Linked DNA regions of Sus scrofa: region 2 is linked to region 1. Evidence: chromatin contacts called from public promoter capture Hi-C data. All regions are on one chromosome and are shown on one strand. Each heading gives the region's core, a stretch centred on a gene start, on an enhancer-like site or on the middle of the called end of the contact. The rest is flanking DNA. Distances are from core to core; before and after follow the strand shown. Region 1 holds the start of MPEG1 (macrophage expressed 1). Region 2 holds the start of DTX4 (E3 ubiquitin-protein ligase DTX4).

Region 1 (7,583 bases), core at 1,370-3,869:
AGTCCATGGCTGACCTCCGATTAAATGCATCATCTCCGAATTCAAATGTTAACATCCTCCCTTGCTTCTTTATACACATAAGCATTCAGGTGAAGATACTTGATGAGGCACATAGAGAAAAGACACCACCCTCATGCTTTAGGCCCTAGGATGATGTTTGCTTAAGAAAAAAAAAAATCACCACCACTATCCAACCCTTCCTCCAACCTGGTCCACGTAGCTCTGTTCATTTCTTAGCCCAGAGACCTAAGAAAGTCACAAAGTTGTACCTGCTATTGGTTGCACTTAGGAAGGCAGACGTGAAGAAAGGAAAATGAAAGACACACGTGATGGGCTGGCTGGAGATGAGAGCATCTGTTTCCAGGGAGGACCTAGGCTGGACTCTGCTCCTGCCCTTGGTCAAGGGCGTCTCCAGTCACTGCAGCACCTGGAACCAAACTCTGCCTCTCATCCTGGACCGCCTGGTAGCCCCTGTTCTTGTACTTCCGGGTGCCATAGATGGCCAGGGCGATGACAGCTGCCAGGACGGTGGTGACCCCCAGTGTGACCCCAGCTGCTGCTCCTCCAGACAGGGCACTGCCATCCCCATGGATGACCTTCATGGCCCTGCGAAGCTCCAGCGGCTCTCCCAGCTTCCACCGGTGCGTCTGGGGATCTTTAATCCAGGAGCTGGCAGTCTCAGTATTTGTCACCATGACAGTGTTGGTGGCAGCCTGACTCATGAGGGGTGGTCGGGTGTAAGGTGGAAGCCTGGCAGGAGGTAGAAACCCTCCTGTAAAAAGCCCAGACTTGACACAGTAAGATACTTGGCACCCATCACTGATGAGGGCTAGGTGTTGGCTGAAACCCCCCGGACACTTTTTTAGAGAAGGCGCCCCTAAATCTCCAGATATGGCAGGATCCACCAGGGGGTTCCCGACCACACAGCTAAAGAACCCGCCAAAAGGGACTGAAAACTGGAATCCCAACTCGTAGTCCTGCGAGGCACATATCTTGAGGTTCTCAAAAAGTCTCAAGGGAAAATAGCCAGCTGGACACGACTGTGCGTTTGTCAAAGGGTTGATGCTCTTACTGCTGAAGAGGCCCCCAAAAAGTAGCCCTGAGTTTTCTGACACTTGGCCACTGGCCACACACCAAAAAGCCCTAAACTCAGCCTTGGCCACCCGGAACACATCTTCACACACCGTCTTGCAGAAAATGAGGAGAGTGCACTTCTGTGAACACTCCAGGCGGTTGTAACCCTCCTCATGGGTCTGGGTCAGCAGGCGGATGGGGGAGTAGCCAGAAGGGCAGGAGAAATCACCTGTGAGTGGATTCTTCTGCTCCAAGTTTTGGCAGAGTTGGACAAACTCATTCCCTGAGAGCTGGGTGCATTGCTGATAAACTCCACCAAAGGAGAAATTGGTCATTTTCCCCTCACAGGAGCCATCATCCACGTTGGCTTGGAAATTGAAGTTAGGCGAGTTGAGATCTGTGCAGCCAGGGTAGGTGTTGAAGGTGTAATAGCGTCTCACAGCTGTCTCCACCGTCTTTGACAGCTTTTTCACCAAGGGCCCTGGCAAGTCAGGCAGCCTGTCGGGGTTGATGAAGAAATGCAGAGGCAGGCCAGCACGGTCCACGGCCACCAGGTGGTTGGTGATGCCCTGCTGCCAGGCTTGGAGGGTGATGCCTGGGTAAAAAGGGAGCCCTCCGATGCTTTGCACCCTGGAGTTGGTTCGGTTGGAGAGGTAGTTCTTGGTGAAGTCATTCTGGGAGATGTAGCTCTCCTCAAGTTTGAAGTTCACGATGTTTAGGAAGGTGATTCCAGCAGATGAAGTCACAGCACTGTGGCTGCTCTGGCTGTCCTGGAGGAAGGAGGATCTGATGTGGTCCTCCTGAATGAGAGTAGCGCCCGCATCCACACTGGTGATGACATGGGTACCATAGTTGAGGACCAGGAGTTCCGCCAAGTAGGTGGCCATCCGTGTCTGGTTGTTCTCCAGACGTTCAGAGATGTCCATGAGCTCCTTTTTAAACCCCCAGCTTAGTTCTGCATCTGGGTTGATTTTGACCGTGTAGACCAGGTTTCTTAGCTGAACCTGGGTAGTCACAGCTTGATCCTTCACCTGGAGGCTCTTTATCCTCTGGAACTCAGGTGAGAACTTGCCATTGACTTTGGAAAAAAGAGAGAGCTCCATGTTGATGGAGTAAGAGGTGGTGCTCTGGTAATTGACCCAGGACTCAAGGATTTTTGAGTTCATCTCCAGGTTGCTCTGTTTCTGGGGAATGGTGAAGATCTCGTCAGGGACAATGTACTGTCCATCCTCTGTGGTCTTGCAGTGGGTGTACGTCAGGTCCATCACCCGTCCCATGTCCACATTCCGAAGATTATCCCAGCCACCTCCTGGTAGGACTTCCAGGACAGGTAGTTTTAAGGCATTCTTGCATTTTTGAAATCCAGCCTCAGCTGCCTCTCCCAGAGATGTGTCCGTTTTAGCCCACACTGCCACTGCCCAGATAAGGATGGCACCCCTGAAGCCGTTCATGGCTCAGACAGCCCCAGCCTGTCACGTCAGCCCTCAGCAACAGCCAGCGAGCTCTGTGCAGACTGAACTGCTTGGAAAGAAAGTCGTTGCTGAAACAAAAAGTTCAGCAGTTCTAAAGCCACTGGTTCCTCTTTAGGCTAGTCTAATCGCAAATGGGGAAATGAGAGTGAGTTGGAATACGAAGGTCCATCGATGTGTTGAAGAGCATTGTATTCTACTACATATGCGAATGCAGCCCCATATCCATAATCCTGAACTTCCCAGAGGTTCCCTACTTCCTTCAGCCCCAAGCTGGCTACTCTGCAGCAGTAGTGGACACTTAGAAAAAGTACAACCCCATGCTTTACTCTTAACTCCATGTGAGATTTCTGGCTTTGAAAGAAAGCTTGGATTTTGCTTTTTTTTGGTTCACTCTCTTGATATTTCAAATTTTCCCTACCTCCTCTCTCCTGGGACTTCAATACCAGTTTCCTTTTCCTGTGTGTAGGGGTTGGCAATAAGTTGGTGCCTATTGCTTTTATTGTTTCATTTCATTGTTAAGTTCGTGTAACCAGCATAGGTGCATCAAAATGAATGTAGCTCTTCATGACTCAAGTTTTCTAAGACAACAGCTCATTTGTTATATCATTAGGAGAAGAAAATTTCATGACTTTGCTTTTGTGTGCTAATGCTAAATCAGTGTAGGAAACTGCACGATTTAGAACAGTGTTTCTAGGCCATTGATCGAGAACCAGGCTTAACTGAAGCCCGGCTCTGTCAACTCTTTGGGACAACTCATACATTGAGTGGTACCCAGGGAATCCATAGGAGTTCACAGAAGCTCTCAATTGCACCCTCATGGTTCCCCAAATCATACCATGAACCAGAGGGAGTGCTGAGCCTGAAAAGATCACGTTTGAATTCACAGACAACCTGTATGCATTCTGAAAAGGTTTCAAGGAATTGTATTATAGCACATTATCACTGATGCAGCTGACAAGTGTGTGCAGAAATAATGAGGCCAGTTTCCCAGCTTCACAGGCAGAGCATCACTAATTATTCATAAAACCATGATGGTGTTCCGAAAACCCAGAAATACCATATTCTGGGTCTATTCATGCCTCAGTTATCATGCTCTGGGGAATTCATTTGCACTCAAGGGGGATTAATTAATGAACCAGTATCTGTTTTATATTTGGCTAGAGAAGCAAGTCTCTATGCAGTATGTCCTGGTTAATTTGTAAATCATTTAGCTATAAGTTTATAGCTCAGTAGAATGATCCTAGAATGAGAAAAATTAGAGTTGAATACCTTGCATATTTCCAAAAAGTCTGTTGAAATATCCACATACTTCCCTTCAAACTACTTCAGGGCTAGTTCATCAGAATCAGACAACTCTTACTGTTTCGGAGACCTACTGACAATTTCTTACTTTTTGCTTTTTTTTTTTAATAGATTGTGATGAGACCTCATTCTGATTTAATGAGAATGCAAGCAAAGTAAATATAGATAATTCTATATTCAAGTGTTCCTATATCTCTAAACACCTGGCCATTGTCTTTGGGGGACGCTGGTAACAGTTTTCCTCTTTATTTTTATCGTAGCAAAAAACTGAAAATAGCTAAAAGAGCCAACAAGAGTGAAATTATATCTCATCCATAAGACAAAATATTCGGCAGACATCCTAATTATATATTCAAAAGATTTTAATAACAAAGAAGATTCTTCAGCCTTAATGTTAAGTGACAAAAGCGTGATATACATTCAAGATGACCTCAGCTATGTACAAACATAATCAGGGGACCAGCCCATTGATGGCAATTATATCTAGTTGGTAGGCGTTATGAATTATTTAATTTTTTTCTTTTTTTCTTTGTTTGTTGTGTTTTCGGTAATGAGCGTGTTTTTACTCATTTTGACAATTTTTTATTGAGAATCTACTAAAATGCAGGGATAGATAACTGTTATTTTTGTACTCAGAAAAATAAGCAATAAATATACATTTAAAAAACAAAAGAAATCAAATATTTCTGGAATTTTCATATGCCAGGGCCTATGTTTTCTGTGCTCAAGGAAGTTCTCTTTTCAGTTCACAGAGAAACAATAAAAGAGGAAGTGCAAATGTTGGGAATTTCGGCTCAAATTAAATTTGCATGCCACCAGCAGGAATTGCTGCTCATAGCGGTCAGGTAGGAGGAAACGACCTATAGAAGTTTGACCAGAGCCCGCCACCCATTCCTTTCCCGCTCTACTCTGCTCACCAGTAATTTTTTCCACTATTTCTTGTGCTGAACTGCAGAAGCAACCGCATAAACCCTCCAGATGGCCACTTTCAAGGGCCTGGATCTAAAAGCTCCACTTTGGTCTTTAAAAGATAAAAGCAACTTTTCTACAAAAGTTATGCATCTGTGTGGCAGGAGAGTGATTTCACTTCCTCCAAAAAGATGTGAGAGGGAAGTCCCACGCCTGCTTTCTTTCTCAGTTTGAGCACGTGCAACTTTGAGACACCAGCTCATGCAGAGCCAAACCGTGATTCATGTCTGAGGTTCAGCTCTGCGGTCTTGGAGCTGGCCCATGAGTTCCTTACTTCTGCATTTCATCTGCACTCTGAAATGGGGGTGGTGGGGGAACGCTGGGCTGTGTTTGCTTATCCCCTGTCTAGGCTTATCCCCTCCCTTATTTTTAGTAGACATCAGGGAAACTGGGTTTAGTGGAAGTCTAAAAACTGAGGGTTGCATAAACCCAAAATGGATGAGAGACCCATGACTTTGAAAGAATCTAGAACAACTTGATTCTGGAAGATCCAGGAGGTATCAGTCACAACGTGATGGGATTTTCTTTTCGAAAGAGTTGATTGCTCACCTGATGTTCTTGGAATTGCTTTGTCAGCCCCTTCCCTTCAGAAACTGTCCTTCCCATCAGGACTCTTTGTATCCTGATCCCAAAAATCAGAACACAGTGGCTTCTTGATTCCTTTCCATCTTGCGGGTAACAGCAGATGGCCCATGGGAAATTCTACATATTCCCACTAAACAGTCCAGACGTTGGCAGACTTGGCCATCTCATTTCTTTCCTCTATTAGCATTTGTCCCTCACATTTTTTTCTAATTCTTTTTCTCCTCATCAACTTTCCCTTTCTGCTCCTTTTTTTTTTCCCCTTTGCTGTTTCCATATTTAGGTTTAGAGGATGCAAGTCTGTGATTTAAGGTGATACTTCCACTCTACTGAAGAAGGAACTTGATGCGGCAAAGATGTCATTTTTAGGCTGTACCACCCCTGGTCCATGCCATGGAAGACATCACTAATCAATCACTCCATTCTTTTCCACTGAGCTCTGGGACTGCCTCAGGATCATTCTCAGCACAGTTCATCCACCCCTTAAATAAATGCTTATTGAGCATCTTTTGTCAGGGACCCATTGTCAGTATACATTTTTGGAGTAGCCAAAGTCAAAACTTTATACTTTTTTAAGAGTCTATTTGATGCAGGGTGAGCTCTTGGACCACTGCTTCCTTTTCTTCTACTCTCCGAGTTAAACTCCACTGGATTGAGCCGTTAGGACCACTTCCCCTTCTGCATCTGCTTTCAGGTTTCCTAATGACGCCAGTCTAATATAAAGAGTGGCTCTTGAATTCTCCTTCAGCAGAAAACAACTAAACAGAGAGCTTTGCCCTCAATAGAACTGTGAGCACAGTGGAAATTCTTTCAGGTCCTCTTGCCTTAGTTCCCGGGTCCTTCCTGTCGTGTAACTTCCCCTTTGAGGAGAATTTGAGTAAAATAAGTAACTGGGTGGCATCTGATCTCTCTGGGTTAACCGCTGGTAGAGAGCATATTTCTATACTTGTAACACAAAACCAATCTAGCATTCAATCTTTCACTCTTTCATAGTAGGATCTTCAGATGGACTTGAGTAGGGGCAAAGAAAAAACACCACCATTTTTCTTTCTACCTGAAATAACCATGAAAACAAGTGAGTTATGGGAGGTGGTTCTTCTGTCAGGGAACGATGCAGAATTGAGAGCTCCTTTAAATATGCTATTGTTTTTGTGACTTTTTTTGGTGATCTACATATGAGAATAAGATCATGGGCTGGCTTGTGAGTCCATTCAGTTTCTTGGCTTTGTTCTGCTTTGTTTAGTCACTCGAAGTATCTTGTGAAGTAAAATTCATATTTTATGGCAAGACAAGAAAAATGTAAACATAAAAATTCTTCTCTGGTCTTTGACCTGCTCTCTCCCCTCACTGCCCATTGTGTATCTGCATTATGCATTGACCAGAACTCCCCCATTGGCAGGTGTACCTACTCAACCATAAAGAGCAACATTATCCTAGCATTAACAAGACAGCTCCTTAAAAGATAACTCTCCTTCTTGATCTCGTAAGGGGTCACGTGATCCACCCTGATAATGCTCAGATCTGGATTATGTGAACCATCAATACATCATTTGATGCACAGCCCTCTGTCACAAAAACTTACATAACTGTGCCTTGACTTCTAACGTGTGAACAGTTCTCAGAGCTTTCTAAGATGCTCTTCCTGGGTTATAATCCTCAAATTTGGCTCAAATAGAGTTTTCCATTTCTTTCTTAAATTGACTGATTAATTTTTTAGCAACAACTTCAACAACTGATCCAATGTACATAGATGTGAAATAGAGCTTTCAGAGTTGAAATATAGGTAACATCCTGGCATCGTATATGACCTCGAGCGAGTTCTGGAGTCTCCCTAAGCCTCCATCTCCTCAACTGTGAAACACCTCTCTGCTGCAGATGAAATTGCTAAGAGGATTGACAGAAACCATCCATGTAAAGCTCTGTATGATCCAAGCAGGAGCACAATGTACATCAGCTTCCAACTTTGCTAAACCTGTTGCTGCAGGCTTCAGGCTGACCCTGTAGTTCAATCCTTGTAGAAGGGGAATTGGAGAAAGGCCATATTAGAGCATCTAAGGAGCTTGACTTTTTTCCCATCATCCACTTAACAGCACAGGAAGTTGTACTGACTTGGAATATTTTTTAAAATAATATCCTGAACAAAGTCATGCATGTATTTAAGGAAAACAACTTAGTAGCCTTATC
Region 2 (7,583 bases), core at 3,515-6,014, 44 kb before region 1:
AAAAAAAGATGGGCCAAAGACCTACACAGACATCTCACCAAAGACAGATGGCACATAAACTGGTGAAAAGATGCTCAGTGTCATATGTCATTAGAAAACTGTGACTTAAAATAGCAATGAGATACCACTACCTGTGGTCTACGGGTTCTATGTCAAAGAATTTAAAAACCAAGAGTGAACCTTAATGTGAAATGTAGACTTTAGTTAATAATGATGTATCAATATTTCTCAGCAACTGCTAGCAAAAACATCACTCTAACACTAGATATTAATATTAGGGTGGAGCTCTGAGGGGACATATGGGAACTATGTACTTTCCACTAAAAGGTTCTATAAATGTAAAACTGCCCCCAAAATAAAATGTATCAAATTTAAAAATCATCAAAGGGATAGACATAGGGCAGGGTCTAGGAAAAAACAGATGTGGTAGGGTTGGGGTGCCTGATGACAGCCTGGCAAGGATGTAGGTTCCCCACTCAGCCTTTGCTGGCATAGGTCAGGATGGGAACCACAATTTTTCTGTGCTGTTTGGCTTGAGTAGAGAGGTTATTATTTAAAAGTTTTCAATTTTGCTGTGCTACCCCTTTCTTTGGGTTTTTTTTGTTTGTTTTGTTTTGTTTTTTGGTTTGTTTTTTTTTTTTTTTTTTTTTTTGGTTACAGGGAATAAGCTTTTCACGTTGTATTGTGTTCTTTTGTTTTGTTTTATTTTGGGTCTCTGCCCATGGCATTCCCCAGTTGCTGGCTTCTACCATTCCAAGTCCGGGTTATATGAGGCAAAAAGAAAACTAGGGTACTCAACGCCATTTTATTCCTTGGGTCCCAAGGTCCCTAAGTGATCTGCCTGTCCTCCAAATTTCAGAGTCTTCTCATGGTTTTCCAGAGTTTTTAGTTGTGCTGAGCTAAAGGCATAGGCTGCTTCTTCTTAAAAGTCAAAATCCTTTTTATACTTTTATCATTTTTTGGACCTATTCATGAAAGTCAGACAGTGGCTCTTCCATGGTGGTGGTCTATCGGACAGGCAGCTAAGGATGCTACAGATGGAACCTCTTTGTAAAGGAATGACAATATTCCGGAAGAGCACAAGGGACCAGAAATATTGTTGAGGCCATTTTTGGGAAATATAATCTACCACCCTCTTTGCCTTGGGAAACTGATGAACAGCTGCACTACAGTTAAAGTAGTCAAACTTGTTAAGTAACAACGACTCGGATGACTACCTATTTGAAAACAGGAGTCAAGTACTCTCTGATCTGATTTGCCTAACTTTAGAGGATTCTTCATATCACAGTCAGCATGCAATACATAGCACTGTAGGAAAATGAATAGAGCCAAGTAACTGCAGAATAATGATCAGTCAACAGAACATGACACTGTCTGATGTGGCCTTAAAGGTATATAGAGGAAATCCTGAAGGCATTTACAAATGAGAGAGAGAATGAAAAGAAGCAAAGGGAAGTAAGGTTTCCATACTTCACTTGAACTGTTAAAATGACTACATTAGTAGATTGTGATGTTGTAAATATATTGCGTAATGCCTAAAGCAACCTCTAAGCAAGTTATTCAAAGATAAACAGTGAAAAACACTATACAGAAGTCAAAGTGGAATCTTAAAAATGTGCAAGTAACCTGCAGAAGAAGGAAAACAGAGGGAGTAAACAGAAGACAAAAAACCTGGCAGACGTAAGCCTTAACACATCAATAGTTACCATAAATGTAAATGGTTTAAATACACCAATTAAAGTGAAGAGATTGGCAGAGTAGATTAAAACATGACCCAGCTACAAACTGTCTACCAAAAAACTCAGTTCAAATCTAACAGTACAGACAGATTGAAAGTGAAAGAATGGAGTTCCTGCTGTGGTACAATGGGGTAAGAATACAACTGCAGAGGCTCAGGTTGCTGCAGAGGCTTGGGTTTGATCCCCAGCCAAGAGCAGTGTATTAAAGGATCTGGTGTTGCTAGAGCTGTGGCATAGTTCACGACTGCAGTGTAGATCACAGCTGCGGTTCCAGATTCAATCCCTGACCCAGGAACATCCATATGCCTCAGATGAGGCCATAACAATTAAAAAAAAAAAAAAAAAGTAAAAGAATGGAAAAAAGATACATAATGAAGGAGTTCCCATTGTGGCTCAGTGGTAACAAACCTAATATCCATAAGGACGCAGGTCTGATCCCTGGCCTCGCTCAGTGGGTTAAGGATCTGGTGTTGCTGGGAGCTGTGATATAGGCTGGGTAGCTGCAGCTCAATTCAACCCCTAGACTGGGATCTTCCTTATACCGTGGGCTTAAAAATAAAATGAAACAAAACAAACAAATGAACCAGAAAAAAAATCATGAAGACATTGATAAAAGGAAAACACAAGTACCTATCTTAATATTAGATACAGTTGACTTCACACCAAAGAAAATTACCAGAGACAGAGAGAGGTATATAAATATATATATCAGTATATTAAAATATATATACTGATATATATATTTATGTATTTATTTATATGTCATTATATTATATATATATATATATATATATAAAATGATATAAGAGTCAACCCACCAAGAAAACATGGCATTCTTTTTTTTTTTTTTATGTCTTTTAGCCTTTTCTTGGGCGGCTCCCGAGGCATATGGAGGTTCCCAGGCTAGGGGTCTAATAAGAGCTGTAGCCACCAGCCTGCGCCAGAGCCACAGCAACGCAGGATCTGAGCCGCGTCTGTAACCTACACCACAGCTCACCGCAACGCCAGATCGTTTTTTCGGGAACTCCGAAAACATGGCATTCTTAAATGTACAAGCACAAGCAACAAAGTGGAAAATTTGTGAAGCAAACCTGTTAGAACTAAAAGGAGAAATAGACAAATCTAAAATTATAGTTAGAGACTCTCAACAATTTAAAGAACAATCAGCCTGGGTAAGGAAGAACTCAACTGGAGTTCGCATCGTGGCGCAGTGGTTAACGAATCCGACTAGGAACCATGAGGTTGTGGGTTCGATCCCTACCCTTGCTCAGTGGGTCGTGAACTGTGGTGTAGATCGCAGACGCGGCTTGGATCCAGCGTTGCTGTGGCTCTGGCGTAGGCCGGTGGCTGCAGCTCCAATTCAACCCCTAGTCTGGAAACCTCCATATGCCACGGGAGCGGCCCAAGAAATAGCAAAAAAAGACAAAAAAAAAAAAAAAAAAAAAAAGGAAGAACTCAACAAAGTCATCAACCAATAGCATTTAATAAAAACTTAGAGAACATGCCACCCAATAACAGAACACACATTCCTTTTGAGCACTCATAGAACGTACTTCTCTTAACAGCTTTAGGTTTTTACTGCCTGGGAATTTCTGGTTTAGCTGGTCAGATGCTGTTTTCTCCCTGCTATTTCCGAGCATCCCCTTAAATCGTCACTGATGGTCTCTGGATCTGTACTTACCCAGACCACAAAAAAGCTTCCAGGGACTTCGTAGTCCTGGTTTCCTGATGGGAAGTAAAAGTAGCGCAATACAAATTTATATCACCTTTTCTTTAATTCTACTTTTGTCCTTCCAGAACACTTTCTCCTCATTCTCACTCCTTTCTTTCACATTGAGGCACTTTTACGTTGACGTACACCTTGCCTCCTATTGCACTATCTCCCTCACGTAACAGGTGTCATGGAAAAAGGTGGGGCTTTTTTTGTCTTAGTTCAGTTGGGATTTTTGCCCAACTAAATTCTAAATACAAGTTTCCCCTCTGCTAAACAGGTAGCTGGGGCAAATTGTTCAAATTCCCTAAGCCTTGTCATTTATAGAATGAGAATAACAATGGCTCCTGTTAGGGTTAGTTGAGGTATCCTTAACTTTCTCTTTTGTCTTTCAAACCCTAAAATTCCATGTTTTAATATTGGACTTAGAAGAAAGGCTTACTAGAGATTGCGGAAAATACCCTGAGGAGGTTTCTGAGCAAGGGGACCAGGAAGAACAAAGTTCAGAGGTAGCCTCAAGCCTGGTGATTTTGGAAGCTGTTAGAGGAGTATGCATTGTATTCAGAACTTGGTAAGGAGGGAAATAAGGGTAGAGGGGTGAATATGATTTGGAAAGTACTTGCTATGGGAGAAAAGACAGGTGTTATTCAAGAGCAGGTAAGAAACAGAGAGGAAAGCAAACCTTCCAAAGCAAAAACGATCATATGATATTATGAAGTTTCATAATCCCAGTTCTTAGCACTTAATCTACTTTGATTTTTTTGTTATCTTATCCTGTATTTTGATCATATGGATTCACTGCCTTATGTGGTTGCAACTTTAGCAAATCAAAGTGTGTATTTTCTGGAAAAATTAATATGTAATCCTGATATCAATCTGCCTTTTTAGTCAGAAGCCTCCCATTTTAGATTTTTTTTTCACATTGACTATTGATGATCAAAATAACCAACTCTAGCTTATTTCCGTCATAGAAACCCTGTGAAATAAATCAATTTAGCATGTATCTTCCTGATGTCTAGTAACGTGAAAGAAGGTCAGAAAAACCACATTTGCTCTCTACGTAGACGATGTTAATCCATCATTTCTCAAATTGCTGCATCCGTTTGGACTGTGTCCATTAGCAGAGAGGCTTGACTTGAGCAGTAACTAGTGTGTGGCCAGTGGCCGGCATGCGTCACTTTGGGCCAGCAGGGGGCGGGAAAGCACCGGCTCGAGTAGTCAGGGGGCGTGGCTCTGCATCCGTGACGGACAGCTGAGGACGCGAAGATGAGGTAATAACCACAGCAGGGAGAGCGTGCAGGCTGTGGGCGCGCGTGTGTGCGAGCGTGAGTGTGCAAGACACTGCGTGTCTCGGAGCTAGCGGTACGGACACTGATCACAGTGCATGAAAAAAAAAAGAAAGAAAGAAAGAAAGAAAAAGAAAAGAAAAAGGGAAATTCCATTTCTGAGAGGGAGGCTGCAAAGTTGCGCCCGGCCGCAACTGGAGTCCCGGGGCCTGGTCCTGCTGGGTCGCTTTTCCTCGTCTAGGGATTGGGGAAACCCCGCAGGCGCGGCTTTACGGTGGAGCCCAGTTTGGGAGGGCCAATTCGTTCTGGAAGAGGCTGAGCAGAGCCACAGGGAGGGGGAGCTCTCGCCCAGGCGGCGACAGCGGAACTTGCAGCGAAAGGGTGCGGAGGGAGGGGAACGAGGGAAGGGGAGGAGGGCTCAGCGTGCCATTCCAAGCGCGATCGCGCCACGAGATCCCACCCCGGCGACTGCAGAGCCCAAGGCGCAACTGGTGCGAGGGCTAGATCCTCGCCTCGCGGTCTGCTCCAGATTGCGGCCGCCTGGGTTCCGGCTGCGCGCCTGCCAGGTGGTTTTGCAAGGCGGGGGTCCATTTGCCGAGAGCCGGACATTTGCATGAAGCGACTAGACCCCACGGAGCAGCGGCAGCAGCAGCGGACCGGGGCGGCGGCGGCGGCGGCGCGCGGTCGGAGCCAGGCGGCCCCGGTCTCCGGGCCCCGGTGGATGCGCGTCTGGGGAGCGGCCCATGGGCCGGAGTTGAGGCTGCCTGGGGTGTCGGGGCGCGGGGCTGGGGGCGCGGTCGAGGCCCGGAGGCGGCGGCGCAGGAGGAAGCGGAGGAGGGAGGGCGCGCCGGCCCTGGGAGGGTGGCAGCGCAGCGCTGCCGCCGCCGCCGCCGCAGCCCCGGGCTCGCCATGCTCCTGGCCTCGGCCGTGGTGGTCTGGGAATGGCTGAACGAGCACGGCCGCTGGCGTCCCTACAGCCCGGCCGTGAGCCACCACATCGAGGCGGTGGTCCGCGCCGGCCCCCGCGCCGGGGGCAGCGTGGTGCTGGGCCAGGTGGACAGCCGTCTCGCGCCCTACATCATCGACCTGCAGTCCATGAACCAGTTTCGCCAGGACACCGGTGAGCCGGCCGCCCCTGCCCCGCCCGCGCCACCTCCCCTGCCTGCCCTGAGATCTCCCGCCTCTCAAGCCCCACCGGGGCCCACCCCGGCCCTCACTTCCATACAGTCGTGTCGCCCAGAGGTTGTCGTGGAGAGGGCGCTTTCCTCCCCTTGATCCTCTTAAGATACTCCGTGCAATAAACATCCATGCAAATAGTATCAGCGGTTTGGTTATGCAAACCGAGCTTCAACCTAGCCCCTAAGAAATCCCCTTTCACGGTGCCTTTAAAGCGCTTGGTGGCCCGAAGTCCTCTCTTGCAGAAATTCTGGGGCCCGCACCAGCCCACTAGCGAGCCCAGCCGCCAAGAAAGGCATCTTGCTCTCATCCCCACTAATCACGTTGGCTGACCCTGCTTTGCCTCAGGCACCCGTTGGCCTGCCGAGGGTTCCCCTGGAAACCCACCTCACTGCCTCTTCATCCCCCCCCACCCCCTACCGTGTGGGATGCCTTCTCACTGCTGCATCCTAGGTGGGAACTGGAAGGCGGGGGTAGGAGGGAGGGGAGGAAGAAGGGATGATTCCCTAGAGGCCTTCAGCTGGGGGGGGGGGCGGGGGCGGGGGGGGGGGGGAGAGTCTTCTTGGCTGGGGAGATGGAGTTAGGGGATTCCAGGGCAGGAAACGCCCTGGTAGCTGTGGCATTGGTGAGTGCCTCTGGTGGGGCACTCCTAGCGCTGAAGCAACAGGCCAGAGCAGATGGAGAGAGGAGGGGGAGGGACACAGCTCCGGAATGCCTGGCAGGGAAGCCGCTCCCTTTGTCCATGGTGGAGGAGGAGGAGGTGGTAGATTCCTAAGGAGAAACTGTCCCCAAGCTTCCTCCTGAAATGGTCCCTTCTGGGGGAACAGTAAACTATCTTTTGGTGAGAATCAAGTTGCCACCGTGGACACCACAAATCCCACTTCCCCGCTGGTCAGCCTTTCTGGGTCTGAACAAGGAAGAGAGCCTGCAGGATGGAGGTTGGGGCGGTGGGTCATTGGCAGGAGGAGGGGTGTGGGGAGCTGCATCGCTTTGCTTGGTACCCAGGTTTAATTGACCTGGGACAAGTCTATCTCTCCAGTAGTCTTTTCACAGAAGTGGCGGTTTGTTTCTGGAATTCTGGCTGGCTTTCCCTAGAGTGTCACTGAGGAGCCTGGAGAGGCAGGTGTGGAGGGGAGGGAGCAGAGAGGATGACTGGGAGAGTCTCAGAGGGTCAGAGAACAGCTGTTGGAGCAGGGCATCTCTGCCTCCTTGGAAAGCCCCCACATCCTGTGTGTTAATTAGGATTGTCATGGGAAAGGGGTATCTTTCCACCCTCATGTCTCCATCTTTAGTCATAACTCCCAACAACCTCTTTGCCAAGGACTTTGCAGACACTGGCCGATTGAGTAAAGCTTTCTGGGGAAAGGGTTCCAGAAGCATTGGCATCTGGAGGGGCTCAAACCTTGGTGGGGAAGGGAGGGAGGTGGGGCTGAGAGAGGCTGGGAGAGGAGGGAAAAGGAAGACTGTGGGGAGACTGAGAAAGGATGAAGCCTGGCGGGGAGGGTTGGGGGAGGATGCAACTATACTTTGGGTAGAAGTCCAAAGAGGTGAGGATTGAGGCGTCAAACTCGGGGGGAGCGGGAGTCTGGCCCTGCAGCTGGGACCAGAGGGACACTTCCAGTCAAGGCAGTTGACAGGGGATTCCAATCCTACACAGGAAAAAAAAAAAAA

The links. Promoter capture Hi-C pulls out the DNA fragments that hold promoters and counts their contacts.
Region 2: a contact with region 1 is called in a promoter capture Hi-C map of fetal skeletal muscle, with 5 times the contacts expected there. The contact joins the promoter of DTX4 here to the promoter of MPEG1 in region 1. A contact is called at or near these places in 4 of 5 promoter capture datasets (fetal liver, fetal skeletal muscle, liver and 1 more), 25 of 47 Hi-C or Micro-C datasets (adipose tissue, alveolar macrophages, brain and 14 more) and 2 of 2 datasets of contacts at active chromatin or transcription factors (alveolar macrophages and skeletal muscle).

Annotation. Positions count from the first base shown.
Region 1 is chr2:12,189,339-12,196,921 of Sscrofa11.1, reverse strand. It overlaps MPEG1 (macrophage expressed 1), which reads right to left and starts at 2,619. Exons shown (of 1, transcript NM_001267892.1): 1 at 328-2,619. The coding sequence starts at 2,525. The coding sequence ends at 372.
Region 2 is chr2:12,235,065-12,242,647 of Sscrofa11.1, reverse strand. DTX4 (E3 ubiquitin-protein ligase DTX4) reads left to right here and starts at 4,764. Exons shown (of 9, transcript XM_013994298.2): 1 at 4,764-4,812.